Regions from separate parts of the Mus musculus genome. Here all the other regions are linked to region 1. The links are chromatin contacts, called in public Hi-C, HiCAR-type and HiChIP or PLAC-seq maps. All regions are on one chromosome and are shown on one strand. The core of a region is the stretch at or near the end of the contact, and the rest is flanking DNA. Distances in the headings are between cores, read along the strand shown.

Evidence for each region. A called contact is a pair of places that touch in the nucleus more often than the background predicts. HiCAR-type assays count read pairs that join an accessible place to other places. HiChIP or PLAC-seq counts read pairs in DNA pulled down with a chosen protein or histone mark.
Region 2: an H3K4me3 HiChIP or PLAC-seq map of bone marrow-derived macrophages shows a contact between it and region 1, with 4 times the contacts expected there. The contact joins the enhancer-like site here to the promoter of Sox4 in region 1. A contact is called at or near these places in 6 of 39 promoter capture datasets (the 3T3-L1 cell line, the HPC-7 cell line, hippocampal neurons and 2 more), 2 of 484 Hi-C or Micro-C datasets (forebrain and myocytes) and 17 of 115 datasets of contacts at active chromatin or transcription factors (the 230-238 cell line, the SCID.adh cell line, T-cell acute lymphoblastic leukemia and 14 more).
Region 3: a contact with region 1 is called in a Hi-C map of uterus, with 4 times the contacts expected there. The contact joins the enhancer-like site here to the promoter of Sox4 in region 1. A contact is called at or near these places in 6 of 39 promoter capture datasets (the HPC-7 cell line, cranial neural crest, embryonic stem cells and 2 more), 1 of 15 datasets of contacts at CTCF or cohesin (large pre-B cells), 5 of 484 Hi-C or Micro-C datasets (the HPC-7 cell line, the N1E-115 cell line, cardiomyocytes and 1 more), 21 of 115 datasets of contacts at active chromatin or transcription factors (the 230-238 cell line, the SCID.adh cell line, T-cell acute lymphoblastic leukemia and 17 more) and 3 of 9 other capture datasets (adipose tissue, embryonic stem cells and macrophages).
Region 4: a Hi-C map of uterus shows a contact between it and region 1, with 3 times the contacts expected there. The contact joins the enhancer-like site here to the promoter of Sox4 in region 1. A contact is called at or near these places in 3 of 39 promoter capture datasets (the 3T3-L1 cell line and liver), 8 of 484 Hi-C or Micro-C datasets (the N1E-115 cell line, adipose-derived mesenchymal stem cells, gonadal supporting cells and 2 more) and 9 of 115 datasets of contacts at active chromatin or transcription factors (the SCID.adh cell line, craniofacial prominence, embryonic limb bud and 6 more).
Region 5: an H3K4me3 HiChIP or PLAC-seq map of neural progenitor cells shows a contact between it and region 1, with 13 read pairs. The contact joins the enhancer-like site here to the promoter of Sox4 in region 1. A contact is called at or near these places in 14 of 39 promoter capture datasets (the C10 cell line, the HPC-7 cell line, cranial neural crest and 7 more), 1 of 15 datasets of contacts at CTCF or cohesin (the NIH/3T3 cell line), 7 of 484 Hi-C or Micro-C datasets (Sertoli cells, cortical neurons, embryonic fibroblasts and 4 more), 23 of 115 datasets of contacts at active chromatin or transcription factors (the SCID.adh cell line, T-cell acute lymphoblastic leukemia, bone marrow-derived macrophages and 17 more) and 2 of 9 other capture datasets (adipose tissue and embryonic stem cells).
Region 6: an H3K27ac HiChIP or PLAC-seq map of vascular smooth muscle cells shows a contact between it and region 1, with 3 times the contacts expected there. The contact joins the enhancer-like site here to the promoter of Sox4 in region 1. A contact is called at or near these places in 4 of 39 promoter capture datasets (the 3T3-L1 cell line, cranial neural crest, frontonasal cranial neural crest and 1 more), 1 of 15 datasets of contacts at CTCF or cohesin (large pre-B cells), 2 of 484 Hi-C or Micro-C datasets (cortical neurons and embryonic fibroblasts) and 15 of 115 datasets of contacts at active chromatin or transcription factors (SST interneurons, cardiomyocytes, embryonic basal ganglia and 12 more).
Region 7: a HiCAR-type map of fibro-adipogenic progenitors shows a contact between it and region 1, with 7 times the contacts expected there. The contact joins the enhancer-like site here to the promoter of Sox4 in region 1. A contact is called at or near these places in 6 of 39 promoter capture datasets (the HPC-7 cell line, HPC-7-derived erythroid cells, embryonic stem cells and 2 more), 1 of 15 datasets of contacts at CTCF or cohesin (pro-B cells), 2 of 484 Hi-C or Micro-C datasets (cerebellar granule neurons and nephron progenitors) and 12 of 115 datasets of contacts at active chromatin or transcription factors (the SCID.adh cell line, T-cell acute lymphoblastic leukemia, cardiomyocytes and 9 more).

The regions. Positions count from the first base shown.
Region 1 is chr13:28,951,698-28,955,791 of GRCm38.p6, reverse strand. Sox4 (SRY (sex determining region Y)-box 4) reads left to right here and starts at 2,093. Exons shown (of 1, transcript NM_009238.3): 1 at 2,093-4,094. The coding sequence starts at 2,771. The coding sequence ends at 4,093. The region is part of intron 1 of Gm46405 (a long non-coding RNA gene); the gene reads left to right.
Region 2 is chr13:29,661,256-29,665,349 of GRCm38.p6, reverse strand. The region is part of intron 8 of Cdkal1 (CDK5 regulatory subunit associated protein 1-like 1); the gene reads left to right. Among named protein-coding and RNA genes, the nearest start is that of Cdkal1, 190 kb to the left of the region's middle. Within about 2 kb of position 2,114, at least 26 of the 459 cell types and tissues checked have an H3K27ac peak or open chromatin away from gene starts, as enhancers often do. A contact at or near this core is called in the HPC-7 cell line, the SCID.adh cell line and bone marrow-derived macrophages, where this site is marked.
Region 3 is chr13:29,636,122-29,640,215 of GRCm38.p6, reverse strand. All of the region lies in intron 8 of Cdkal1 (CDK5 regulatory subunit associated protein 1-like 1), which reads left to right. Among named protein-coding and RNA genes, the nearest start is that of Cdkal1, 220 kb to the left of the region's middle. Within about 2 kb of position 2,140, at least 55 of the 459 cell types and tissues checked have an H3K27ac peak or open chromatin away from gene starts, as enhancers often do. A contact at or near this core is called in the HPC-7 cell line, adipose tissue, bone marrow-derived macrophages and 4 more, where this site is marked.
Region 4 is chr13:28,310,586-28,314,679 of GRCm38.p6, reverse strand. No RefSeq gene overlaps it. Among named protein-coding and RNA genes, the nearest start is that of Gm34385, 17 kb to the right of the region's middle. Within about 2 kb of position 2,424, at least 37 of the 459 cell types and tissues checked have an H3K27ac peak or open chromatin away from gene starts, as enhancers often do. A contact at or near this core is called in the SCID.adh cell line, granulosa cells, pancreatic cancer cells and 1 more, where this site is marked.
Region 5 is chr13:29,580,317-29,584,410 of GRCm38.p6, reverse strand. The region is part of intron 9 of Cdkal1 (CDK5 regulatory subunit associated protein 1-like 1); the gene reads left to right. Among named protein-coding and RNA genes, the nearest start is that of Cdkal1, 270 kb to the left of the region's middle. Within about 2 kb of position 2,205, at least 14 of the 459 cell types and tissues checked have an H3K27ac peak or open chromatin away from gene starts, as enhancers often do. A contact at or near this core is called in neural progenitor cells and neural stem cells, where this site is marked.
Region 6 is chr13:29,548,218-29,552,311 of GRCm38.p6, reverse strand. Cdkal1 (CDK5 regulatory subunit associated protein 1-like 1) reads left to right here. Exons shown (of 16, transcript NM_144536.3): 10 at 1-83. Among named protein-coding and RNA genes, the nearest start is that of Cdkal1, 310 kb to the left of the region's middle. Within about 2 kb of position 1,946, at least 39 of the 459 cell types and tissues checked have an H3K27ac peak or open chromatin away from gene starts, as enhancers often do. A contact at or near this core is called in cardiomyocytes, cortical neurons, heart atrium and 2 more, where this site is marked.
Region 7 is chr13:29,524,740-29,528,833 of GRCm38.p6, reverse strand. All of the region lies in intron 10 of Cdkal1 (CDK5 regulatory subunit associated protein 1-like 1), which reads left to right. Among named protein-coding and RNA genes, the nearest start is that of Cdkal1, 330 kb to the left of the region's middle. Within about 2 kb of position 1,758, at least 5 of the 459 cell types and tissues checked have an H3K27ac peak or open chromatin away from gene starts, as enhancers often do. A contact at or near this core is called in fibro-adipogenic progenitors, where this site is marked.

The DNA.
Region 1 (4,094 bases), core at 844-3,343:
AAATAGTCAAAAAAAAAAAAAATTACTTGCTTTTTACCCACAAAACATTCTTGCCTGCAGTTGATCTTAGAGACCCAGTCAGCTGTCTCCATAGGGTACTCTTTCCAGTAAATGTCTAATTCTTGACACCCTCGGCCTCCTTCCAGCCTAAATACTCTGAATGTGTGACAAGGTAAATGGAAATATACCACCCAGCACTACTGTGCTCTCAATCAAGAGCTGGCTCTAAGTTGGCCTCCTCTGTTACTAGCCTGAGGGAAATCAGTTTATCATCGTATTAAAGGTGAGTTTTCACTAGAGTCCCAATGCTCAGATCTTGGGAAAAGGGTGGTTTGTGTAACTAAGTTGTTCTATATTCTAAGTATTATCTGCATGTGTTCGCTCTTTGAGACAAGGACTTGGGTAGCTGGAGCTGTCCTGGAATTCTTTTTTTTTTTTTTTTTCCCTTGGTTTTTCGAGACAGGGTTTCTCTGTGTAGCCCTGGCTGTCCTGGAACTCACTTTGTAGACCAGGCTGGCCTCGAACTCAGAAATCCGCCTGCCTCTGCCTCCCAAGTGCTGGGACTACAGGCGTGCGCCACCACCGCCCAGCTTGTCCTGGAATTCTTAAGCATCAGCGGATGATCTTGAACTCCTGATCTTCCTGAAGGCACCTCCCAAGTACTGAGATAACAAACGGGGACCACCAAAGGGGCTTTCGATTACGTTTCACCACCGGTGACCACCTCCCACCTTAGTCTCTCGAACATCGTGCTGCTCTTACTAGAAGTGGCATTTGCATTAGGGAGAACTCGGAATGTGTGTTAGAATCCAGAGGGCTCAGGACACACATCCGTGGTTTATAATCACACACTCACCGGGCACTAACACAAGCCCTCTATAAAGCTCACAAGGTTCCCAAAGCACAGAAGAGGAGGACAATGAGACCCAGAAAGAAAGATCAGGAGAGGGACTTGAGATAGGTCCAGCAGCCCACTCCCCTGTGCCACCCCTTTCTCTTCTTGGTCTTTTAGGCCCAATTGCTTCAAGTAGCACAGACACACGGGAGACAATGGGTAAGAAAGAGAGGGGGAAGGAGAGCACATAGCGAACCCATCTATCCTTTGGATATTGTGGAAAACAAACATTTAGAAAGTGAAGTCAATCCCATCCTGTATTCACCATGATCGCCCTATACAGAAATCACACAAAGTCTCTTATTGAGGTAATTATGGGCCACTGCCTTAGCGTTCCACAGAAAATCTTGTTTGGCCTACCCAGGATTTATAGGGGAAGTGAAATCATTAAATAACTAGTTAACCTCTGTTTGGCAAAAAGAGTAAGTAATTACTGAAAAGGGGAGAAAGAAAAAAAAAAAAAAAACCCTGCCTTTCACAAACAGCACAGATAGCATCCTGAAGGGATTTACACAATACACCAACGTTTGTTCTGTACCCAGAGTTGTTAAAATAATTGTGATGACAGGTGTCTAGGTACCACTTTCTTAATGGTTTTCAATATCCATTGATTTATTATTGTGGCTCCCCCCACTTACATCTCTAGCTCTAAGAAGGGGCTAAGAAAAGAGATTTTGCACCAAAGGCTGATTCTTTATTCCTGGGCTGAAAAGAACTAATAAAAATAATCACTCGGCTTTTAAGCAGAAAGCTTCCATTTACAGTATTTCACCCTTACCCCCCCTCCAAGCCCCTTGTTATCTAACATAATGGCTAGAATACATTTCCGTCTCTCCCCTTAATAACTTCATGCATTAACATCCTCTTCACACATGCGCGTGCGTGCGCGCGCGCGCGCGCGCACACACACACACACACACACAGAGGCAAACGCGCGCGCACCCAGCAAAAGGCGGAGGTGGGGGGGAAAGAGGCAGCAGAAATCTCAGCTGTACTTCTAGCCCTTTTAAAAAGTTTGCTCTGTAAATTGGAATGAGGTCAGATTTGGAGCTTCTCATTGCACGCGGAGATTATTATTGCATCGGGTTCCAAGCCAATGGGAAGGACGGGGGAGGGGCTTGGCACGAGGAAGCGTTAGTTACAGCGGCTGATTGGCTGTCTGAGAAAGGATAAAGAAGCGCGAGGCGGAATTGGGGTCTGCTCTAAGCTGCAGCCAGAGAAACAGAGTGAGGGGAAGAGGGCCGTCTCCCTCCCGGTTTCCAGTTCTTGCACGCTGTTTCTTAGAGAGTCTGCAGTGGGGGAACTCTGCCGGTAACCAGCTCCCCTTCTTGCAGGAGGGAGGGAGAAACATACATTTATTCATGCCGGTCTGTTGCATGCAAGCTTCTTGGCTTCCTACCTTGCAACAAAATAATTGCACCAACTCCTCAGCGCCGATTCCGCCCACAGAGAGTCCCGGAGCCAGAGTCGCTTTGGCTTTGCACTGCAGGAAAGGGACTTAGGCGCTAGAGACGATGTCGCTTTCCTGAGCTACCGCGAGCTCTCGTGAACTGCAATCGACTGCTTCAGGGAAAGGGGTGGGGGAAAGACTTGCCCCGGAGGCGGCGAGAAACTTGCGTTTGGAAGATACTCCGGCTACCAACGTTTGGAGAAACTCCTCGCCGCGGCCGACTCCAGCCTCGGTGCCCGCAGGGAGCACTTCAGCGGTGAGGGAGGACGGAGGGCCTCGGGGACTCTAGGTTGGCGGCGGGAGGCGGCCGCCCCTGGCCCGCGCGCCGCTCAGGGGACCCTGGTCTCCGCCCCGGGGAGCCCGCAGGGCCCGGCGACCGCGCCGCGAGCGTGTGAGCGCGCGTGGGCGCCCGGCAAGCCGGGGCCATGGTACAACAGACCAACAACGCGGAGAACACTGAGGCTCTGCTGGCCGGGGAGAGCTCGGACTCGGGCGCCGGCCTGGAGCTGGGCATCGCGTCCTCCCCGACGCCTGGCTCCACCGCGTCGACGGGCGGCAAGGCGGACGACCCCAGCTGGTGCAAGACGCCCAGTGGCCACATCAAGCGGCCCATGAACGCCTTTATGGTGTGGTCGCAGATCGAGCGGCGCAAGATCATGGAGCAGTCGCCCGACATGCACAACGCCGAGATCTCCAAGCGGCTAGGCAAACGCTGGAAGCTGCTCAAGGACAGCGACAAGATTCCGTTCATCCAGGAGGCGGAGCGGCTGCGCCTCAAGCACATGGCTGACTACCCTGACTACAAGTACCGGCCGCGAAAGAAGGTGAAGTCGGGCAACGCGGGCGCGGGATCGGCGGCCACAGCCAAGCCAGGGGAGAAGGGCGACAAGGTCGCGGGCAGCAGCGGCCACGCGGGAAGCAGCCACGCGGGGGGTGGCGCGGGCGGCAGCTCCAAGCCCGCGCCCAAGAAGAGCTGTGGCCCCAAGGTGGCGGGCAGCTCGGTCGGCAAGCCCCACGCTAAGCTGGTCCCGGCGGGCGGCAGCAAGGCGGCTGCATCGTTCTCTCCAGAGCAAGCTGCCCTGCTGCCCCTGGGGGAGCCCACGGCCGTCTACAAGGTGCGGACTCCCAGTGCGGCCACTCCGGCCGCCTCCTCCTCGCCGTCCAGTGCGCTGGCCACCCCAGCCAAACACCCTGCCGACAAGAAAGTGAAGCGCGTCTACCTGTTTGGAAGCCTGGGCGCTTCGGCGTCTCCCGTCGGGGGCCTGGGAGCGAGCGCCGACCCCAGTGATCCACTGGGGTTGTACGAAGATGGAGGCCCGGGATGCTCGCCCGATGGCCGGAGTCTGAGCGGCCGCAGCAGCGCAGCATCATCGCCAGCCGCCAGCCGATCGCCCGCTGACCACCGCGGCTACGCCAGCCTACGCGCAGCCTCGCCCGCCCCGTCCAGCGCGCCCTCGCACGCGTCCTCCTCGCTCTCCTCGTCCTCTTCCTCCTCCTCGGGCTCTTCGTCGTCCGACGACGAGTTCGAAGACGACCTGCTCGACCTGAACCCCAGCTCAAACTTTGAGAGCATGTCCCTGGGCAGTTTCAGCTCCTCATCGGCGCTCGATCGGGACCTGGATTTTAACTTCGAACCCGGCTCAGGCTCCCACTTCGAATTCCCGGACTATTGCACGCCCGAGGTGAGCGAGATGATCTCGGGAGATTGGCTGGAGTCCAGCATCTCTAACCTGGTCTTCACCTACTGAA
Region 2 (4,094 bases), core at 865-3,364, 710 kb before region 1:
TAGTTCCATGATATCCACAAGAAAACTCTCAGAACTCTGGTGTAGCAAGGATAAAACATAAATCCTCAGAATGATCCTATTTGCATTTTGTACATTGTACAATGTACAAAAAAGATTTTTATGTTATATATTAGTTCCCAAATCAATTTGATACTTAAGAAAAATATCTTACAATTATTGTACAGTACTAGAATTTTAAAACCTAAAATTCAGAAATAATTAATGAAGACCAAAATGAATGGACCATATAGCATTCATGAACTGGAAGATCAAAGGAGAAAAGATGTCAGTTCTCACATTTTTGTGTAGAGTTAAAGAAATTACAGTGTAAGTGTCAGTAGAATTTTTTATTTTTTGTAGAAGAAACACAGAGGTAGTAGAGTTTGTAAAACACCGTTGAGGATGACTGAAGTCCATTCTTCCCTCGTGGAGCCTGTGTGGCTCTGTGCTCTGCCCTCTGCATAGATGCTGTGCTTGTGTAGCTTCTTGTTTCAGTGGGACTCCTAACAGCGACCGCAGTAACACACACCTAAGGGTGTCTCTGACCCTTTCACCTGCTCTTGGGACTCTTCCTCCTACTGGGCAGCCTTGCCCAGCCCTGATATGAGAGTTTGTGCTTGTTCTTAGTGTAACTTGTTATGCTGTGCCCAGTTGATCTTCTTGGGAGTCCTGCTACTTTCTGAAGAGAAGTGGAAGAGGGGCGAATCTAGAGCTCGGCTACTTTATGCTGAGCTCCAGGCAATTCAGTGGCTTCTGAGAGACTCCCCTTACAGTTTCTTCACCCCCAAGTTGGCATCCCCAAAGACGTATACATAATGAACAGCACTAGGGCACTCAGCCTGCTGGATTGATAAATTTATGTCTATGTTCATATGTAACCACAATTAAGGATAAGAAGACATGCATTTGAAAGGGAATTAAGGAGGGGAGATAAAGGAGGAGATGGAAGGGAAATTATGTTAGTATAGTACTCATATAGGACATGCCAAAAAACAAAAAACAAAACCTTTATGATAGCTGTCTCTCAATTGCAATAAGCTGGAAATGGCTCTTGTATCCTTTGTGGGATCACTGGGTAAACGACTTTCTTTTAAATTGAGTACTGTTGAGCCACAATCTAGAATGAGAGCTAGTGTTATTGTCCTCTGCATTGATCTTGAAAGCCTTATGAAGAGGAAGCCCATCAAGTATCTCTATGACAATCTCTCAAGGACCACACTGTGTTAGCAGAGAAGTGGTCAGTGGTTTCCTGTTGTTGGAAGTGCCTCAGGGAAGGGCAGCACCTATAACTCTCAACAGACTGTGTGGGCTAGGGCACGTTGGAGTGAGGGACTCTTCAGTATCTTTATTTTGGTATTGGTTTTACGCATCTGTATCTGTGATGAGTTCATTCAACTGTACACCTGTCTAAACACCACTATTACTAATAAAGATTTCAAAATATTAATTGATCTGGCAAACAAACAAACAAACAAACAAACCCCTGAAGAGAAAGGAAATCTTTGTCTGCAGTTCACTTGGGAAGGCTGGTACTGAGCTGAGGGAGGAGAGTCTGGTCTGAGTGCTGGAGCTGAGCTGAGAGTTTTACCACTTGGCAAATGCATGTGACACTTATGGGATGCGTCCTCACTGATGAGCGGGGGATGGCCTCCTCTGGACAGAAGGAGATCAGGACTGAGTCATTCCCAGGCATGTGAGGGGCAAGACTGGCATCTGATTAGAAGGGGACATGTTGCAGAGGGCTGTCCCTTGAGGCATATGTGTCACTGACCCCTTTATGTTTCCTGCTAAGTTTTGCAGAGAGGAAGTTTATTAATTTGTACTTTATTTTAAGCCTGCGTCTACAGCTAACTGCACTGTGGAATCACTTCTTTAAACTTAACCTCTGTGTGTCTGAGAAACTTCTCAAACTGCCAAGTCCTGGCTTCTTGAATTCTTTTGCTATTTAATAGAAATTTTTACATATCATCATTGCATTATCTTTTGGTATTAGCTTTTCCCCTAAACTAATTTCATACTTTCATCTATTCTCCTGACATTTTCCTTAGAATATGAGGAAAGCTAAATTAGAATGGTGATGACTGTATCTGTAAGGTAGGAGAGAGTGGTAAGCTACATATCTTGCTGGTCACAGGCCACTGGAGGATCCCACCTCCCACTCCATGGTGTGTGCATATTCTCCAGGTTATACATGCAAACCTCCCAGGCAGATCATAGCACATGCTAGGCAGTTCAGGTAACACAGAAGCTGCTGGAGAAAGGAGGGCCTTGTTTGCCTGGTGGGAAGGCATCCTGGCGGAGCATCTCTGCCTCTTTGAGGTTGCTAATTCTTCATATCCTGTCTGACTGTCAACTGTAAAGGGGACTGAAAGTTGGCTTGTGCTGCTGTCCCTAGCACAGGCTTCTTGCCCAGGCTTTACCACCCACAAGCAGCACCACCAGCGCGGACCAAGTTGTCAAGTCCATGAATCTGTGGGAGACGTTTCATACTCGAGTCACTGTATATCCCTTGGCCACGTGCCTTTAATCACTAGTTTCCCATATTTAACTCATTGTCTTTACCATTATCATCCATAATTCAGACTAATGATCTTGAGTGCTTGCTATGGGTGCAGATAAAATTAGAGCTGGTATGGCCGTTTGCCTTCCCAGGTAATTTAGCTCACGTGCTTTATCAACATGTTACTGATGGCATCTCCTTTACACCTTGTTGTTAATGTGCCTACATGTGTAATTGCCTTTTAAATTAATGATTTATTCAGTTTTTTTCAATTTGAGAACTTCTGCAAACACTTTTCTCTCTCTTCTTTACCACCCCCTACCATAACAGTGAAATTAAAATATTTCTATATATTTTGATTTAGGCCACAGTATCTTTGGAACTCACATTTACTCTTAGGTATCCAGAGAGTCGTTAAAACCATCTGGTCTAAGAAGTGATATTTACGAATTCCTTTCTTCTCTACCTGCTTTCCAGTCCTCTCAGCTGGAGTCTAAGCATGGGACTGACTTACCTTACTTCTTTGGGATCTGGGTGGGCTTCCCTGTATACAGAGTTAGTACAATTTCTTTGATTATTAATTCATTAATCACCACAATGAAAAAGTGTGAACCTCCATCAATCGATGGGGATGCTCATGTCCTTTTTCCGTATGCCAGAAAGTATCAGGTTTTCAATGTAGCAGAAATGTTAATGAAAAATCCTGGTAGGGCATCTTCCAAAATCAGAGTCAGGGAGAGTTGAATAGACAGCATTGCCATCCGATGCCAGTGTGGTGACCCTTGAAAATGGCTGCGGGATCCAGAGCCCCAAAGACAGAGGCAATGGATGTAGTTTATTTTTCATCCTTCAAGATGAAGGCAATGGATGGAATTTATTTTGCATCTTCCAAGATGAACCTTGCATATGACAGTGCAGCAATTGTTGAATTTTTTTTTAAAGTTAAAAAAATCTTCAAACAGTAATGGAGAAAGAATTTTCAGTGGACACTGTACATACACCATGAAGATGCTGTCATTTATATTTATTGTCCTGGGTCTATTGATCCATCTGTTTCTGCATGTCCCTCAGTGCCTGTTGTTCTTTTGAATTATGTTTCGATTGTAGACCCCTTGACTCTTTGCTCTAAGTACTTCATCAGATGTGACAGCACTATTTAGGCTTCAATATATTTTTTCAGATTTTATGAAATTTTTAGAAATAATAGATGTGTGTTGTTTTTATAGTTGCATTCATCTGCAAAATTCTTGTAAGCTAGCTTCTGCTTCTGTAATATTCACAGTGCAAATACAGCAGCTCCTCGGAATGCCAGAAAGAGGTGGTGTGTTCTGTATTTGCTTAGTTGAGAGAGGAGGTGTACTCCCTTCTCTGATCTCCCACTCAGTCTCCTCATGGAATTAGGTAGATCATAGATGACTTTAGCCAGGTTCCTAGACTCTTTGTTACACATATTAAATATTTCCAACACATCATTATGTAACATACTTGATAAAATATTTTCTTTAAAGCTGTATTGGTATACTCGCTATTGACCCTAAAAATGTATCAAGTTACTTTTAAGAAATGATCTTCCTTATAGAACTTTCTTAAATTC
Region 3 (4,094 bases), core at 891-3,390, 680 kb before region 1:
TAGTCTCTTATTGGAGCTCCACTGGAGGTTACCCGGAGTTCTGTGCAGTGCGGTGCCTACCCTGTGACTGCTTGCTCCTTCAAAGCCATTAATGGAGTGCTTCCTTGGTGGGCAGAAGTTATGGAATCATGCAAAGGACCTCTTCCCACTTTGAAGCACTGTAGTGTCTGAAGCGGTTTTCTGATCCTGCCCAGACTGTAGAGAACAGTTCACATATGGTAGACTTTCTAGCAGGCAGGAAATGGGGGGCTGTTACACTCTTTCCTGAGAGGCCGATACACATAGATTGTCTAGAAGCAATGCCATGGCCCAGTAAATCCTGTTGAATAAATACTCAGTGAAGTGGTGTATTTGCGGTAATAAAAAAGTAAGACATTTTAACTCTTCTACCTGCAGCTTGTGGTTAACTGCTAAATCTGGCTGAATATTTACTTAGATTTCTGCTGCCTTCACACCCCTGCATGCTCCCCAGTTTTCTTCTGATGAGGCTAAAGAGAGCAATTTCTCAATTTTGAGCTCTTGGTGGTATTTGGGACTGTTGTTGGGTTTTCATTATTAATCCTTTCTCTTATGTGTAGCTCTTCTCCTGAGTCTTCTTTTCCACGGTGTCTTTCTATCCCTTTCTTGTGGAATCTTTACTCTTCAAACTTTATAGTCTAGTCACCTTTTTATTCCTCACACACAGGTTAAATGTTCAATAAAGTCTATATGGAATTACTGATTTCAGTGGGCAGGATGGATTTATTTGTACATGATTATAACAGGTTTTTAAACTGAGCCCCTCCGAAGCTTGGGCGCTTATTAAGGGGTGTAAGTGGGTTACTGGTTGGTAAAAGATAGTTACTGGCCTAAGCAGATGCATGCAGAGGGAGAGGGAGTGTTCAGTTGCTTTTATAGGGTTTTGCTGCTCTCTGTCCCTGTCTCTTTGTCTCTCTCTGTATTTCTCTCTGTCTCTGTCTCTCTCTTTATCTCTCTCTGTATTTCTCTCTGTCTCTCTCTTTGTCTCTGCCACCCCCAACCCCCAGCCCTTAGTAATGACACCATGTATCCTTGTGGCTTTCTACCTACTGCCCTGAACATAAGAAACATGTCCTTGTTCCTCTGATAGCTCTGGGCCTGGATGTGTATCACTCAGTGACAGTCTGCATTTACTTTAACACTGTTGCTGTGGCTGGAGAGATGGCTCAGTTGTTTGGAGGGAGCACTTGTTGCTTTCACAGAGGACCTAGGATCAATTCTCAGCATCTTCATATATAGTTCATGTATATTCACATATAGTTCACAGCCATCTTAATTCCAGTTCTTGGGGATCCAATACTCTCTTCTGACCTCCATTGGTATGCACATAGTTAACATATACATATATTCAGGCAAAACATCCATGCATATAAATCTAGAAAGAATCTACAAATGTTGCTGATGATAATAGTACAATAATGGATCACAAATGGCTCCTGTTTGTTGCTATAGGTACTAGCTGGTTATTAGTTGTGACTCAGTGAGACCCTGTTAAATACACTTGGTCAGGCTCCGTCCCAGGCCTCAGCCTTGTGCTCTTACTTTCATGGCAGCTTCCTTGGGTTTGGTTTCCCATTTTGTTTATTGACTTTTGCGGGGTGGGGTGGGGAGGTGAGTTCTTTTGGAACATTTTGTCTTTCCTAACAGCTGGGACCTGAATTGTGTCTGAAAGGGTTCTTGCTCTGGGTCATGATTTCACAACCTTTCAAACAGAATCAGTGTGGAGGTACCGGTGGCAGCCTGTCTGTAGCCTTCTCTCCTTCAGGAGGGAGGCTGGGCTAGGTAGATCTCTTCTTCACACCTGTGGACTCAGCCTACATAGCTAACGGCAGGGAGGGGTGACTACACTGACCTCATGTTCACAGGGACAGAGGCTTCATCACTGAAGCCAGTGTGACAGACATCTTGGGATTTTGTTCTTCAGAGGGAGCAGATCTTAATGGGACTCCGACTTACTAAGTGGTCTTTAGTTTTCCTTCTGAGTTGTCTTGTGAATGTTGCTGCTTTCAGGTGTTTTGAAACTCTGTGGATGTTATAAATGGCATTGTGTGTCTTAGAGGTCAGCTTGGAGTCATGGCTCGTCACGAGCCTCCTCACCGTTTTATTTTTAACCAGCACATGAGTGTCTGACTTTCACGTGCTCTTTCTTGCTTGTGGGCCGCTGCCAGGCCCAGTGTCTTGTTTGGAAGAGATAAATGTCTGGAGGATTTTGTTTTGCTGTGAGATGCATGAGTCACACTTAGCATGAACTCTGTGCTTCCTGCAGACCTCTAATTATTTTGGGTAGTCTACCTACACCTCAACCCCGGGCAGCTGATGTGCTGAAAGTTTGCATCATGTGCCAGTTTGTGAAAGTTCTCATTAGTCACCTGCTCTTTTATGTCCTCCAAAGATAATATGTTTATTTCCTTATTGTGCCAAGTACCAATCCCAGTCAGTATATTCATATACTCATCACCAAACTAGAAAGAAAATGAAGTTTTCTTGTGTTTCGTTTAAAGCTGGCCCTAACCTTACAGTGCTGCCTCAGCCTCTCAGTGCTGGGCTGCCATGTTCTTCCATGCTTGCCTTTTTGCAGAAGGTTTTAACAAGTAGCCCTTTGTAATCTTTGTTGACTATTTTCCTAACAGTAATGAGCATTACCAGAAATGTAGGCTTCACTTGTGTGTTTAACCCTCCAAGACACATAGACTTTTAGGATAGTGGTTTACAGTTAAAAAGAAAAGCAAAATAATACTGGGATCAGCAAGACAACTGAAATAGTTTCTATTATGTTCCCATTAAAGAGCTTGTTAAGCATTATCAAACTTATCTTTATTTCCAATAGGTTATGACATGTAGCGTGTGTAATGGTTGCAGCCATGTGTAGTGGAGCCAGACTGTCTGGTTCACCTACTTAACCAGCTGTGCAATGTTTGCGATATTTGTCAGATTATTTATGTTTCTATGTCTGTTTCATCTTTGGAGAGAATGCCAGTGGCAGCACTTCGCGGGGTGCTTTTAAGGTTTTGGGTAGTGAGTCTTTAGAGTCTGGAACAGTGAGTGCTGTCCGTGCTTCATGTATCATTCTCCATCTGTGATTGGACAGCTTTACACACTTTCAGGTTTGTGTATGTTTATTTATGTGGTGTGTGTGTGTGTGTGTGTGTGTGTGAAGTACACTTACACCAGTATTTATGGAGTCCAGAAGAGAGTATCAGATTCCCTGAATCTGAAATTTCAGGTGATTGTGAACTGCTCAACATTGATGCTGGGAACCAAGTTCAGATCCTGTGGAGGAGCAGTCAGAGCTCTTGATTTGTGAGCTATGTCCCCAGTCCCTACATATGAACACACTCACACATATATGTATCTATATACACATATGTATATGTAAATTGTATATAACTTATAAATATATATTTAAACAAAAATCATCTCTCTTTATGAGATTTCAAGGTAATTGATAGACTTTAATTTTCAAACACTAAATATTCCATGTAGAAGTCAGCTTTCTGTAACACCAAAGAAGTGAGAAATTAAAATGGAGCAGTCATTATCAAGGCCTTTTATGGCATATATTAGTATATGAAACATTAAAAGCTTGTCAGGGTTACATGGAAGATTCAATAATACAGTTCTGGTGGCTGAAGGTGTATTCAGTTAGCTGGTAGAATTCTGGCCTAGCATGCCTGAGGTCCTGGGCTCTACTCGATTTCTGTGACGGCATATGCTTATAATCCCAGCTGTGTGATGGTAGAGACAGGAGATAGCTTAGAGTCTTGGAGGAGGAAAGAGTAATGGTGAGTTGTCCTTGGTTAACCAGATGAGATCCAGAATCTCAGAGAGACAGTTTTGAGTTCAAGAGAGGGGGAAAGACCTACTGTGAATTTGGAGGCATTATCCCATGGGCTGGGGTTGTGGGCTGCATATATAGGAGAGAATGGTTGGGCCCCAGAATTCCCTCTCTGCTTCCTGACTGTGCATGTGATATTTCCGTCCACTTCATTCTCCTGCCCTCACATCTAGAACTTCTTTGATGATGGATTGTGCTCTCAAACCTTGACTCCTTTTCCTTATTTAAAAATATTTGTTTA
Region 4 (4,094 bases), core at 1,175-3,674, 640 kb after region 1:
CTGCTCATTTCAATATTAATGGCCTCCTAGCAATTCAATAGATAACACTTCACTAACTAACTTGTAATAGTTACTCGGTATTGTTCGTATGGTTATTTGACTAACATTTTCTAGTTGTGATTTAAAGCAGAATGTGAGAAAGATAAATCACTTCATGTTGATGAAGAAAATAAGGAAAGACTCTGTAGTACTCTCCCAGCCTCTTGGGCTTTAATACTTTCAAGGAAAAGACCTAAAGGCATATGCTTCTTTGAGATAAAATATATTTTGCATCCCAGTCTTTCTACTTACATTCTGAGCCTGTGCCTTCACCCCCTCCCCAGCATTGGCTCTGAGGCAAGTCTTATCTCCTGCCAACATGCATCCTGGCATGTTATATTTCTTAAATGAATGGAAACCTTGTTTGGAAAGGGAAGAAATACAATGATCACCTTACCTGTTTAAATGGCCATGTGAGTGTGCTTTGGTCAGCCTCATTAAAAAATATGTTTACTGGGTAAGTTCTATGTCTGTGTGAATTACTCTATAAGAATTCGTTCATCATAGCTGTTAGGGCATGGAAGTCCAGTTAAGTGAGTATTTCATATGCATTTTAAAATGTAGGTCCACTGTTTAATGAAATGAGAAGGAGTTAGAGTTAGAGCTTAGCTCTATCTAAAGCTTTCATTTCCTATGTAGGAGGTGATGTCACAAAGGTCACCCTTTGTTCAACAATAAGCATCAAATACATAATTGCAATGGTTCAAATGTACCAAACCTAAAAAGCCAAGAAGGTTTGGGAGATCCCAGAAGAAATACCTTAGCCTTCTGTGAAATACTGGCCACAGGATCTGGCATAGACTAGATGCTTAAAACTATTTTCTGCTCTTCTAACCTTTTAGCTGTCATGTTTTTTAGTTCTTGCCCTTGAGAATGGCTGGTGATATTCTATTGTGCTAGATGGAGGTTCTGCTAGCATATTCCCAGAGTGAGTCAGATATCTGTTTTCTTCAGATAACAGATAACACAGAACTTCATGCAAACAAAGTCAGGAGCTGGTGAGTCACAGCAAGTCAGCTTGGCCCTGTAAATCTCTCTTGCTTTCTTGATCAAGCAACATCATCTCTCCATGTTGGCTTAAAAAAAAGTGATCTCAAGTGTTTGCCAAGCGAGCAAATGTCAGCTATGGGGGAAACAGTTTGCACTTTATATTCTAGAAACTTTGGAAATATTTACCACACTTGAAAGAACAATTTAATGTAAAGGAAAAGGAGTCAAAGTAATTTTTTAAATGTTGTTGTTTTAAAATTATGGCTGGTAAATGGCTCAGTATCTAGTAGCAGTTGCTGTTTAACTATGAGGGCCACACTCAAAGTACCAGCACCCATGTAGAAAAAAAGTTTTGGGTTCAAATTCAAACTGCTTATATTTTCTTTCACCCAGAGTGATTTAATTTACAGCTTCAAAAGTCAACATAAATAGATTCTGCTGTATAAGTTACCAACCATCTGATATTACCATCTCTGCAAGGTCACCTGGGAAATGTGCTAGGCTGAGCATTGCAGGGCTCTCTGTCCTTTCAAACCAGGGCATAGTCCGTATTTTAGACATAATATCTATTCTCACATCAAAAAAAAAATCTGGATTTAGAACTAGTGATGAACAGAACTTGAATTTTGGAGTTGGGTAGTCTCTGTCTAGTCCCCAGCTGTGGGCATAGAGAACTGGGCACACTTGAAGACCTTTACCTCTCTAGGCTACTGTGTCTGCACAGGGGACAGTGTCATGGGATGTAAAAGAGACTGAAGTTTTAAAAGTGCTTTGAAAAGACTAGATTGTCACAAAGGCCACTAGTGTCAGCTAATAATCGTCAAATACATAATTGTAATGGTTCAAACCTGGCAAATCTACAAAGGTGAGGAAACTTGGAAAACTCAAGAAACATTTTAGGACTTCTGTGAACTAATATCACAAACATATGGAGTAGATTTCCCAATTTGAACACACCGTAGCCTTGGGATTAAGATGAAAATCATTGACTTTTACCCACCCTGGAAAGTCTGACAGAAGTTCAATACATTTGACCCTTCACAAACCTGACTTAGTTTGCCAGCACCAGGGAGCCAGGGAACAGTAGATGAAGAAGGAGATCTGCCTCCGAGCCTCCAGACCCAACTGATTGAAAGTTCAGGGTTACACAGAAACCGTGAACACACCTTAACACTGCGCCACTCTACCTGTCTCTCCATCTAATTTCCAGCGACACTTTTTAGAGATTAAATCTCTAAATTTAATGCTCCGGATTTTCTGCAGCGCTGCTTTTTAGCTCATTCCCCAAATTATGCTGCAGTTGGACGAGATTCAGTTGCTTCTGAGAGGCTGTTGTTTGGCTTCTGGATTCCATTCACATGACTTTCCCCCTCATCCCTCATAGATCATTAATAATAAACGCAGTCAAGGGTATGTTATGTGAAAACCAAGAGGCTGAACTTTTAAAGCTAGACCTATTAGGCTCTAGTAAGACATCAAGGTTTTAAGGAAGCTCACTGCCTCTAAATTATGCTCCCCTTTTTCCTTCTCCACCTTTTGTATAAGGCTTCTAGTCTTTACCCTGTTACATAAGAGAATCACAGATTAGGAGATGTCAGACGTGAGAGCTCATTAGTCCCACCTTCTAGCTCTTGCTGGTAAGATAACTGATAACAATATTGTCTTTGAAAAGAGATTTTCAAAATATATATATTGCATAAAAGATAACTTGGCATTGCTAGTATCTAAAAGGATATTTGAGTCAAGGCCAAACTCAGGATTAGGAAACTGAGTGACTTGTAAGCATATTAAAAGTTGGGCAACAGAGAGTGGTATGGCATTATGGGATACATATTGGCCTTGAATACATTAAGAAGCAACTTTCAGTTTTACTAGTTGTATGACTTAACTACTTAGCTTTAAGTGAGAATCAGGATGTTACGATGTGGGGGATGTGATAGCAAATATGTCAAGAATCTTAGACAAACCTCACATGAAGTATATATAACTTCAATAAATTAAACTGTGAACATTATGATAAAAACACTGTAAATATAATTCATGGTGGTACATAAATGTACGACTCTGAGAGACAGAGAATGACCCTTTCTATAATCCCAGAAGTACAGACCAACCATAAAAGTTTTAAATAAGTAAAGGTCTTAATTTGCTTGGTATTGCAAGTTGACATTGGGTCACAGCAAACAGTCCAGCTTATGAAGTGACAGAATATAGTTTGAAACATTATGAAGTCCCTCACTAGACAGTTTGAATGTGCAGCCAGGGCCAGCCACTTCCTGTTTGTGTAGCTTTGAGCAAACACTTTACTCATTCCACGTCTACTTCCATTCACATCTCTGTAAAATGGTGACAGTAGCAGTGACTGTGATAGGAGTGTCCCAGGTTTTTCTGAAGTAGAAATTGTATCCCAGTGGGTACTTACTAAGAACCTTTATCCCTCCCCCCCACCCCATGTCCTCCCTCCTGCCTCCCTTTTACTTTTCTACATGCACAGCTCAGTGACATTAAGTACATTCATACTGTAGCACCATCAGCCATCTCCAGGTCTCTTCACTTTGCGAAGGAGAAACTCTGAGTGCATTTATCAGCCCCTGCAAGTCATCATTTCGTTTTCTATCATTCTGAACTTCACTATGAGACTTATTTTGTATAATGGAATTATGTCGTATTTGTTCTTTAGGGCTTGGATTTATTTCACAACACATAGTGCTTTCAAAAGTTACCCATAAAGCCGGGTGTGGTGGCGCACGCCTTTAATCCCAGCACTTGGGAGGCAGAGGCAGGCGGATTTCTGAGTTCGAGGCCAGCCTGGTCTACAAAGTGAATTCCAGGACAGCCAAGGCTATACAGAGAAACCCTGTCTCGGAAAAAACAAATAAATAAAAGTTACCCATGAGCATATGCTTTAGCATTTGTTTCTCATTTGCTTTTTCATTCATCTGTCTGTGGTCACTCTGTCTGATTCCACCTCCTGACTATTGGGAATGATGCTCTGGCCATAGAAATACAGATCACTCTGAGACCTGCTTGCAATTCCTTTTGGTACTGTAATGGTTGAATACTAT
Region 5 (4,094 bases), core at 956-3,455, 630 kb before region 1:
TATTTTCACCAAAGGCTAATGATACTCTACAATATGTAAAATTAACTCAGTGGAATGGAATCGTGTCACATTTCGATTGGCCTTCATGGATTTATTTGAACACTTCTACTATTGATTAAAAACATAATACTTTATTTTAAATAGAACTTATAGGTACAAATTTAATTAATCAAGCACAACAAATTTCCTTCTGGTTCTTATTTGTAGGCAAATGATTTTGATGACACATGACCTAGATTATCTAGATTTTACATTGGCTCTTTTATTTTACATAAATATTTTTGTTTCTTACTAAGAAGGTTAAATAATGTATACTGAAATTCTGCAGTATTATACAATCTCCAGTCATTTTTATGTTTTTAGGGGAACCTTTTCCTACAACTGACAAGAAGTTGACTTATACATAAACATTTTTATCCTGAGTAACAGTTTCTAAATGATTAGATGCCCTACATTATGTATTGTCTCGTTTCATTGTGGTTTGCTTATATCTATTATAAACAGACAGAAAATTCTTATTTGCCATGAAGTAAATTTATTTTGTGATTATTTGTATAACAAGAATCTTCCTGTGTAGTTTTAGTAAAAATAATTGAATAAAAATATTTTTACTACAGTATTTGTATCTTTTGGTGTTGTGTTAAGCAAGGTTCTCTAAAGAAACAGAACTGATAGAATAAATATATACACCCACACACATATGAGATTTATTACACTGGCTTACAGCTTGTGATCCGGGTCCGCAATGGCAGCTCAGGATGAAAAGGCTGAGAGTCTGGTAGTACTTCAGTCCAGCATGGTAGATCTCTTAGCAGCTCCAGTTGGGGCTTAAGTCCTGGAAGGTAACTGGTCTTCAGTATATATTGGAATCTTGAAGAAGTGGGTTCTAATTCAGGTGAATAAATTCCTTAACAACAGGATAGATGAACTTGCCAGTGCGAGTGAGGGCAAGAAGGCAAAAAGGGAAAGTTTCCTGATTCCATGTCCTTTCATGTGGGCTGACACCAAAAGATCTGATTAAGAAAGCCTGCACAGGAACACGAGGCAGTTTGCATTTTAGTTGATCACTGATGTAGCCAAGGCAACAGCCCATGATGGCCATCTTCACAGCAGCCATGCTACAGTACATTTGAATGAGCACTGGTACTGACATCAGATCCTCATCAATGAGTCAAAGTTTCTGGTTGTTCTGTATCTTTGTTCCATCCTTTTTGGATAAACAGTGTAAATTCAGATCCTAAAGCTATGGGATGGTGGCCATTGCATGTGAGTGACAACCCTAGGAAGTGGCCTGTGTCTGTAGACAGAGCACATTCCTTCTGGGATGAAGTTCCTTCTGTAGAGCTCAGAGATCTTCAACCATGTAGCTCAGTAAGCTGTTTAGGAGGAGGTAATCAGAATTGAGGACAGGACCACAAGCGCATCAGGCTCTCTGAAGAAGATGTATCTTTCAAGTCAGTCAGTGAGGTTTTTCTTTCTGGTCTAGTTGTCTGTGTGTGAATTGGTGATACTGGTTTAAATGGGTACGAGTCCTATATGTCCACTGCCACAGAATCTGCCCAATGAGGCTCGTTCTGGAGAGTCATCCCGAGCACAGATTCTGTCAGTGCTCCCCTGGCTGTGGCTCTGCTTGCTGGTTTAGTTTTCCCATGTTGGAAGCATATTTCAGTACCTGGAGCTACAGTGAGACCACCCACACACCATGTACAGTTCTGCTCTCACTGTGGCCACTTGGAGGGAGGAGGAGACTTTGTGTTGTGAACACCCTCCAAGGCAGACCTCAGGTAGCATCAAAGATGCAGTGTGGGAGGGGCCCAGCAGCTGGCCCTCTTCTCATGTCCCAGTGGCCTCCATCCCAGTGTAAGTGTGTACTCCTGCTGCATGAAGGAGCCTGGCGAACAGCCTTACCACAGTCGCCACTCCCACTGTTGCCCTGGCAGGGGTCAGCCTTGCTACTCTCACCTCTTCTGTTTCCTGTGTTCTTCTGCTCTACACTGTTCTACGGAGGCCCGGGACTCCAGCGGGGAGTTCTGAGCATTGGTTTCCCCGCCTCCTCAAAGTTTTTATTATTTCTCTTTGTTTAGCCCTTGCAGCCCAGTGTCCACTGTCTGAAAAAAAAATGTGTCTTTACATCCCAGCACATGGCCTTTCAGGCCCCTCCTGTGAAGGCAACAGAGTGGGCATCTAGCCAGAAGCGTGGGAGTGTGCACAACAGGTTCCACTGGTAATTGTGAAGAACTTTGAGGCAGCACTGTCTTCCCCTGAGAATTCTGTGTGGCATTGCCACCCATCTGTGGGTAGGTTGCCAGCTTTAGCCAATAAAAACACAGGAGGCTCTGTGCAGCATATTTCTACTAACAAAAAAAAAAGATTTATCTGACAATTGAAGTGAACTGGGTGTTCTGTTTGGCAATTGGTGTAGAGAGGGTAGACATGTGCTGCATAAGCAATGGGTCAGACTTAGGCCTGGGCTCAAGTGAGTGCTGGCTAGGACGTAGTTCTCTCAGATTTGAGATTTCAGCATAGCTTGGGACACTCTGGGTGTGTCCTGGCTTCTTGAGTATTTTGAAGGAGAGTGGGTTATGAGTTGTATTTTGTTTCTTTGTTATTTTGAAATTCTAAACCCAGACGCCTCTGAGAGTGCCCTGATTTAGAGGCAGGACTTGTTATCTGTCATGTTAACTAAGCAGCTAGTAGAGAGCCCTTAGAGTCAACCGTCCCTGCAGATACCCATCCAAGACGGGATTTCTTCCTAAGCCCTCTGAGTTGTTAGACCTCACTGAAATCCTGAGCTGATAGAGCAAGCCGCTGGATAGCACGTAAATGTAGGATATAGTCTAGTAGGACTACCATGGAAATATAGTGTACAGCCTTAGTATGACAGCCACGGAAATGTGGAGGATAGCCTGGTAGGACTGCCGTGTAAATAGAATATAGCCTAGCAGTTATATAGTTAGATTTATTTATTTATTTATTTATTTATTTATTTATTTATTTATTTATTTATTTATTTATTTATTTATGGCCTAATGTGTGATGAGAAACAGTTTATGAGGGTGTTTTGAGGGTGGGGAACGTGATGGTAGGCACATCTTCTGGCTTAGGGACCTGACATTGCTTGCTCATATCGGGGCAGATCAGGAAGCAGAAAGACGCATGCTAATAACACTCAGTTGTCTTTCTCTCTTTTCCCTTCTTTTTTATTGCGTTTGGACTATGGGCTGGTGCTTCTCACATTCGAAGCTCCCCCTTAAATACAGTGCTCTACATCTGTGAGCCTCCGGACCTGTTTACCTCTTGAAGTCCCGCTCCTCTCTAACAAGGCAGTGGCCGTTAGCACCATAATTTCCGGTGACTGTCAAACCATACAGCACCATTACTCCATTTTCCATGTGAAAACTGAAGTGTGGCAGGAGGTCTGGTGATTTGGAAAGAGTGGTCACATGGGCAAAGCCCACAGGCTAATCACCTTTCTCAGCCTTGTACATGAGAGCCTCACTCATTAGTCATGCAGCCCTCAAAGGACAAGACGGGGGACAGGTCTCTTCCTTCAGCTGCGTCTTTTAGGTTTAAGCATAGCTGTTTGCTGCTTCTGTGTGAGAAGGACACTCATCCAGTGGACACCCTGGCTGGGGCCAGGGTGAGGGAAGGGACTCTGTCATCAGATGGACACCCTGGGGCTGGAATGAAGGAAGGGACTTCTTGTTAGCTGCGCTGTTTTCCTCTCTCTCTGCAGTTGTTTTTCATTTGCTCCCATTGCACATGTGCACACAAATCACTGACCTTTTATATGGGGAAGGTCATCCTAAATGCTTTGACTCATGAAATTTCACCAAGAATGACAGAATTTGATATGTTTAAGTTTCATTAGTGTGGCTCTTATATCTGGAAAAACAGTTAAAATTTCACTTCCAGGTTTTATATTTTCTTTTGTATCTCATAGTTTCCTTAAAGGTTGGTGGCTGGAGGTTCCTTCTCACCCAGAGTTTGCTACTGATCTCTCTTGTCTTCCCCTCCTTAGTCTTGCTTAGGCTCTGAGATCTGCTGCCCTGGCTTTTATTCCTCTGAGTTTTCACTGAATTGCATCTTATCTA
Region 6 (4,094 bases), core at 697-3,196, 600 kb before region 1:
GGAAGTTGGTGGAAGTGATTCCTGAGGGAGCCATGCTGAGGCTGGGCATGACAAATCCACCATATATTTTAGAACATCTGGAGGTAAGGGAAAGTCACATTGACACGCTAACACATGTCCCCAGCACAGACCATGTGATAGCCTCAGGATCATCATACAAGCTTCATTTTGAACCATTGTCACGTGTGTCTGTGGTCTCACAGTCCCGAGAGAGAATGAGACTTGCAAAGCTCCTCTCTCTATCATTTTATCCCATTGACGTTTGTGTACTTCCTCAATATTTGATTAATGTGTGTGTGCACGTGTGCGTGCGTGTTTGTGCGAATGTGTACCTGACTGGCCTGGAACGTGTTGGTCTCTAACTCAGAGATCTGCCTTCCCTCTGCTCCTGAGTGCTGGGATTAAAGGTTTGAACTACCACACTTTGCAGTTTATTTTCACTTTAATGTTTTTATATATGTCTGCATTAGTGTACACCACTTGTAAAAGGGTTCCCAAGGAGGGCAGAAAAGGGGGCTGTCTTCCTGGAACTAGAGTTACAGGCAATCGTGAGCTACTCCATGCAGTTGCTGGAAAGCAGGCTTGGATCCTCTGCAATAGTAGCAAATGCTTTAGCTACTGAGCCATCTCTCCACTCCTCCTTATAGTCATCAGTATTTAATGCTCCTTATGTTATTTAGGCCCCCTGGCATCTGTCCATGGGTCTTTGCTGCTTTTTTTTTTTTTTTTTTTTTTGTCTTTTAGTTAGTTTCTCTACAGTTAATTTTTTTGGTTCCCGTAGTTTGAGACTTTGCCTAGTTGAGAATTGCAAATATATTGGACTAATTTTGCAAGCAAGAGTCAGTATTCATGTTGTATTTTAACTGTTTGTAAAAATGCTGTGTCTTAAGTTGGAGGTAACTTCACAGTTTTACCTTTTTGTTTTTCTTCTGGAGAGTAGGGATCAAGTAGAATCAAAGGAATGGAGGAATTGAAACATCAGGATTTGTCTGTAAGCAAAGGAGGAAACATAGTTTAGGGACTTCTATACATCAGAATTTGACCTTTAGATTAGGTATCCAAATGTCAAACTAGAAAAAATTAGGCACATGTCCAAGGCTCTGTGGTATCTGATGGCAGATACCACATAAAGCCAAGCAAAGAATGTGGACAAAGGAGCAGTTGTTCCAAAGAAAAAGAACATTCTAGGATCCACAATTCTTATTTGAGAAACATTACTGTAGATCCAGAGTCTGGGACCCAAGCCCAAGTTAGTCACATGGACTGTTAAAAAAAACAAGTTTTGTTTTTCATTAAGGGTGTTCTTTGTACTACGTTTGTATAGAAAAGTTATGTTTCAAAAAGCTAAAAGCAACCATAGTTGCTAAATTTTACTGCCCAAATGGCAATAGTTATTTAACCATTAGCTATGTTGCTTGGAGGAGGTCGTGGGGATCTGGGGAGATGGCTCGAAGATTAAGAGCACTTACTGCTCCTCCAGAGTTGGTTTATACTGCCCGCACTGCGTGGCTCACAGCTGCCCATCATTACAGTTCCAGTGCATTCCATGGTTCCCTTTTCTGCCCTCTGACACTCCCCTACACTCACAGCAGACACTCATACTATATATATTTTAAAAATTATTTCAGTGAGCTTGTTGAGAGTTTTGTTACATAGCAACCTTAATATCAGTAGCATATTTTAGAAATCCTTCCAAGGGTTGATGACAAACTGGTAATGTAATATATGAAGGAGATATGTTTCGGGTTTGTTCTCCACATTTTTCCAGCTCAGTGTTCGTGTAGACATGTGATTTAGAGAATGACTTTCATGCTTCATACAGTGTTGGCTGATTATAATTTGCTATTTTAAAATGAGTCACAAGCATGTCAACTTGTACTTAACACTTTGACTTAACACTTGAGAAAAGCAAGTGCTCTCAGTTAAAGCGGAACTATGGCAGTCTCGCTGTGTTTGCAGGAAGTGTGAGGCAGGCATGGCGGAGGCCCGACAATGTGCTGGATGTGTCTTTGGTAGGAAGGGGGTTGGGCTTTACTGATACACAGTTGATGGTAATATGCAAATTCCTTTAGATTGGAAAGAAAGTTGATCCAGATTCTAAAGCAGTTTTGACAAAATTCAGGTAGGAAGAAATCACAAGGGAAAAAGAAGAAGATTGCTCAAAGGTGTCAGGCAAGTCCCTCTTGGAATGGACCCAGCATTTTAATTGGTGGCAGGATTGTAGCCACAGATGCTGTCTTCATAGCACGTGCCAGAGCAGACCATATAAAGCAGTGATTGGCTTGTTGGCCTCCCAGAGGTGTTCTGGAAGACCTTGCAGGACTCACAGTGTTGTTCAGGGTAACTTCTGTGTCTGGAAAACACCACATGGTCAGTTCCTGAATTCTAGACATGTAAAACAGGCCTGGCTCTTTTTTTTGTTTTTAAATTTTGTGGTGCTGGCAAGGTCCCAGGAATGCTGGGTATGTGCCCTCAGCTCTGCTCCATCCCCACCTCAACGTGATAAGAAATTATAATTGTCATGATTTAGTACTCTCTTATTTGCTTTAAAGCTGTCTTGGCCTTTCCTCATTCACTGACATTGTTTTAATCAAGAGTGCTCAGTAGATGAGTATGAAAGATTGAATAAAGAAAAGAGTTGTCTTCATTAAAAAACAAACAAGCAAACAAACAAAAAAACTGTAGAGCCCACATAAAATCACACACTTCGAAGTCATGACACTGTGAGCAATAGGGACAGCAAAGGATGGCGATGTAAATGAGTTTCTAGGATAAGAGCATGCCTGTAGAAAGTCATGGTTTCATGTTACGAAGAGTAGCATGAGATAAATGGAGACCTTCCTGAGAATAGGCCATCTAACCTGACACAAGGATCAAAGGCAGGCATACAATGGAAACATCCCAGACCTTTGGAAGTAAGAGCTATTAAACTCTTAGCATCTTGACAGTATATTCACACCTTGCTGGTACATCCATCCTCCTTGTTGCAGATCAGTGTTGTGGTTGACAAATATACCCTGTGTGACACAAAAGTTACCCTGGGTTTGAGGGTCCAAAGGAGCTTCAGAAAGGAGACTAAGTCAAGATAGTCAGTCCGTCACCCAGACCTTCTTCACCATCCTCTCGCTGGGCCAATTTCACTCAACAGAAAGTGTACTGGACTTACCTAGGATGCTTGGAAGACACCAAGAAAAAATGAAAAGAAGGGGCAAGGTGCTAACAAGGGCAACATGGTACAAGTGAAAAACAGGAGGAGGCCAGGCAGTGGTGGGACACCTTTAATTGGGAGGCTGAGGCAGGTGGATATCTGTGAGTTCAAAACAACAAAGGGAATTGGGTGAGGGCTGAAACAGTTGGATCAGGAACCTACTGTTCAAATACCAGCTCTGAACAGTAGTACTCCAGAAGGGAAGATAGGTGATCTGTTTGTACAACATGGCTTTCTGTGATCCAGGAAGATGCTTCACACTATAGACTTTAATTAAGGAGAATTCTGTTCTTTTCACATCTATGTGACTTGCTTGATTTCTTTCTTTCTTTTCTTTCTCTCTTTCTCTCTTTCTTTCTTTCTCTCTCTTTCTTTTTTTTGATATCTTGAAATAGTTTTTTTTAATTCACTTTACATCTCAATATCAGCTCCCCCTCCTTCTAGTACCTCTCCCTAGTCTTCCCTCCCTTTCTCCTTTGAGAAAGGAGAGCCCTTCTTCAACACTCCTCATAACCTCCCCACTCCATAGAGATTACAAGTCAGTTACAGATTTGTGCTCAGTAAGACATATGGCACCCCAAGGTTAATGCAAGCAGGGATACTTTCAACGCTCTCTATGCTTTTGTTTGGAAATATTTTAGTTACTACAATAGTCAGCCTCCTGCTACTCGTGATATTAGCAGGCTTGTTTCTAGCTAAGTGACCTTATCCTTTAACCTAATTGTGCACTTACTAGAACTCATGTGTCTGATGAAAGACAATGGATAGCTGTCAAGGATTCTGGGTACATGGTAATTTATGAACATTAATAATATGTTTGGCTTGGCAGACTGTTTAAAATGCCTCATAATGTCAATATAATGGCAGACTCAGGACCTGTTGTACT
Region 7 (4,094 bases), core at 509-3,008, 570 kb before region 1:
CTAGCGCTGACTATGTAGACCAGGATGGCTTCAAACTCACAGACAACTGCCTGCCTCTTCCTATAGAGTGCTGGGATGAAAGGCATGCAATAACATACCAGGCCTGGATTAATTTTTAGGTAAAGGCATAGCAGTGTCTTTTTTGTAGCACCTAAGGATGCTGTCTCTTCCTGGGCTAGAGACGGAACTTTGATCTCATGCCTTTGAAGCATTGAGCAGTGTCAATATCAGCTTCTGGATTGTACTGCGTGTACAGAAGAGGTCATCCTCAGTGACCTTCCAGCTTGGGGTCAGCTGACTGGCAGTGCACTGATAGGCCAGTGCACTGTTGTGTTGTGTGCTCTGAGTCTTAGGCCAGTGCACTGTTGTGCTGTGTGCTCTGAGTCTTAGACTTCGTAAAGGAAGCATCCTGCCTAGGTTTGTCCTGAACCTCAAATGAGTGCGACTCAAATAATTGCATTTGGGTGACGCTTTGTCAGAAGTAAGGGGACAGAGACACAGCTCCATACTGTCACCCCCCGCAACCTTAGGAGTTAGTTTTCTAGACTTTTAAGGATGTCAGCTCAGACCATCAAACTGGAATTCTGAATAACTTCAAAGCTAGAAAGGATTTCAGGACTGTTTGGTAAAGTGAAGCAGAGTGGGATTTTATAAAAAATAAAACTTAAACACAAGCGTTAAGAAAGAGCTATACTCAGAAGGGACAACAGGCCCAAGAGGGTGAGTATGGTCAGTATGGTCGCCTCACGTAAAGGGTTCCTGAATTAAATCATACGAAGCATGAGTGAGAGTCCTCAAGAGACACCAGCAGTTCTGCCTTAGCATTAGCCAAAGATAACATTTTGGTGACTCTCAAGTCTAATTCAGAATCTTAGAACCTTTTTCCTTGTCCTTCCCTCTTTCTTTTTATAAAAGAGAGACTTGAGGTGGTCCCCCGGATGCCTTGCATGGAATTCTAGTCTGATAGGATGGAAGCAGAGGCCACTTGAGTTGCACAAATATAGTACACGCAGTGGGTCTCTGCTGCTGGGGTTCTTTTTTTTTCTCTCTTCCTTCCTTCCTTCCTTCCTTCCTTCCTTCCTTCCTTCCTTCCTTCCTTCCTTTCTTAACTTAAATTTTTTTTCTTGGATGTTTTCCCTATTTACATTTCAAATGTTTTCCCCTTTCCAGGTCTCCCCTTCGGAACCCCCCATCCCATCCTCCCTCCCCCTGCCTTTATGAGGGTGCTTCCCCACCCACCCACTTCCATCCTCCTACATTGGGGCATTTAACACCCTCAGGCCCAAGGGTCTCTTCTCCCATTGATGTCCAAAGCCATCTTCTGCCACATATGTGGCCATGGGTTGCTCCATGTGTATTCTCTGGTTGGTGGTCTAGTCCCCGTGAGCTCCAGGGGATCTGGCCTGTTGACACTGTTGTTCCATTCATGGTACTGCAAATGCCCTTAGCTCTTTCAGTCCCTTCTCCGACTCCTCCATCGGGGACCCATGAGCTCAGTCCAATGGTTGGCTGCATGCTTCCTCCTCTGTATTCGTCAGGCTCTGGCCATTACATTTTGAGGAAGGGGGACCAAAGCAATATTCTTTGGGAAGAATTTCCCTCTGCCAGATAAGGGAACTTTAGAACGAGTCCTAAGACTTCAGGCTGGGAATCACCTTGCTCTTCAGGCAGCCTGAAAACTTCCTTTCAGCAAAGTTCACTGCAGGCCTCAGTGACGTACTTTGACTGAGATCATGGTTTTCTGGGCGCCAACATCACTGATTGCTTGTAATTTGGAAAAGCCTGGCAAATGTCCTTGCTCCTCTGAATCAAGCCAGTCAAGGGCTTCTCCTGGTCCCTGTTTATAAGTCTTTAAGGAAGAGTATTGCCCATTTTCCTTTCTATTTTACCTTTTTTTTTCCTTTTTGTATGAATTAGTTTTTGCAGTTGTTACACTGTAGTTCCAGGAATGATTGCTGTAATAGTATAGCTTTATAATTCTGAGTCACCTTTGTTGTTATTTGCATATTTCTCTGGCTATGCTAATATGGAAACTTCACACATGCCTGTAGTGGTAGCGCTTTGCTGAGGAGGGCAGAATCCTGTCAAGTTTGGTGTTTGTAAGGGTTTCTGGTGGTTGAGACCTGATTTCCCTATGCTAAGTTCCCAGTGCTGTCTAGCCTGGAACTTAGTATTTAAGTATAGCTTGGGATGTAAACCTCGCTTGCTTCAAACTCAGCCTGCATCTAGAGTGCTAGGATTAAAGGCATGCACCCCCACGCTCTACAAAAATATCTTTAACTTTTTGTTTTGGTTCTTAAAAATTGTTTCACTTTTCCTCATCCCAGTAGATAGTGTCAGAAATAATTTTATGCTAGCAGTTTCAAGATAAATTGAAATTCTCTTTTGAGAGACTTAAAGTTTTCTTTTACTAAGGATTATCCCGGTCACAGTGGCACACACCTGCCATTCTAGCCCTTGGACGCAAGAAGATCCCAAGTTCAAGACCAGCCTCCCCCTTCAGCCCGTCTTATAGAATGTGAATACCCCCAACCCCAAACCAGCCTCCCCCTCCAGCCCGTCTTATAGAATGTGAGTCCCCCCAACCCCAAGCCAGCCTCCCCCTCCAGCCTGTCTTATAGAATGTGAATCCCCCCGACCCCAAGCCAGCCTCCCCCTCCAGCCCGTCTTATAGAATGTGAATCCCCCCGACCCCAAGGGGAGATGGCAGTTATTAATTTTTTCCATTTTCCTAGATTCTTAACGTAAAAAGGTGTTACATTTATAATAGAGAAAATTACTTACCACTAGGGGGGCTTTACACAGTTATATGCACGAATTATCTGATTGATGGGTCTTTTATTTTCCTAAACCACGTAGCAGATTTAGTTAACAGTATTCTATAAATCAACTATGAAGTGAACAATCCTCTTTAGAATTATTTTGATAAAAATCAAGAAATCAGCCGGGCATGGTGGTGCACGCCTTTAATCCCAGCACTTAGGAGGCAGAGGCAGGAGGATTTCCGAGTTCCAGGCCAGCCTGGTCTACAGAGTGAGTTCCAGGACAGCCAGGGCTATACAGAGAAACCCTGTCTTGAAAAACAAACAAACAAAAATTCAAGAAATCAGTGTATTGAATATGATAATAAATAGAATGACTCTTGCATTCCTCGAACTGTGTTTTAAATCTCATTTTTCATAAAGATTCCCACTGTATTGTCCATACTGGCTTGGACTTGAGATCCTTTTGACTCAGCCTCCCAGGTGCAGGTATTATAGGGCAGTGCTACCACACTGGGGCCCAAAATAACATAAGAGTAATGTTAGACAATCCATGGGTTACTTCAAGGAAGTATAGCTTTGTATTTTAACACACTGAGGTATGTATGCCCAAAATAAATTTCTAAGAGTCTCTTATTTTTTTTAAAAGAAAGGAATCATCTGTGATGATTTTTAAGGAAAAAATGTATAAGTGGGTTTTTCATAACCACTTGTATTAGTTTCACTGAGTTATGATGGCAAAGACCAAAACCTAAGTTAGATGTTTGTATTTGGGATTGCCATGTTTTAGAGGGGACCAGCTTGACTTTTAAAGATGGCTGACTGAGTTTGTTACCTGTGACCTCCATTTGTATTTTACTTGAACATTTCTTCTGGTAGTTTATTAGACAATCTTTTATTTATCATCCAATATTGAATAGCCCATTGTGTGAAAACTTTTGCAGCCAGTTGAACAGAGTTAACATTTTTTATTTTATATCTGGAAAGAGGGAGGGCTAAGTCAAGGTAGGACCAACAGAGGATAACAGCATGGTAGCTAGCATGCATATCTAAATATAGATGTCCTAAAGAAATGTATCATTATGTACGGCTAGTACATGCTCACGAAATGATAGCTGTGACCTTCATTGGACTGCATGAGCAGATACACTTACCTTCCAGACAGCCAGCTGCTCTTAATTATACACATACTAGTCTAGATGCTTTCTAAATGCCAATCTCTTTTATCCATAAAATAACTGTGTTGTTCACCCATAAAGTGGCTTATCTAGAATTTTCCAGAGAAAAATAAGCTATTGTGTTTGTGTGCAAACATATGTACATAGAGTAACG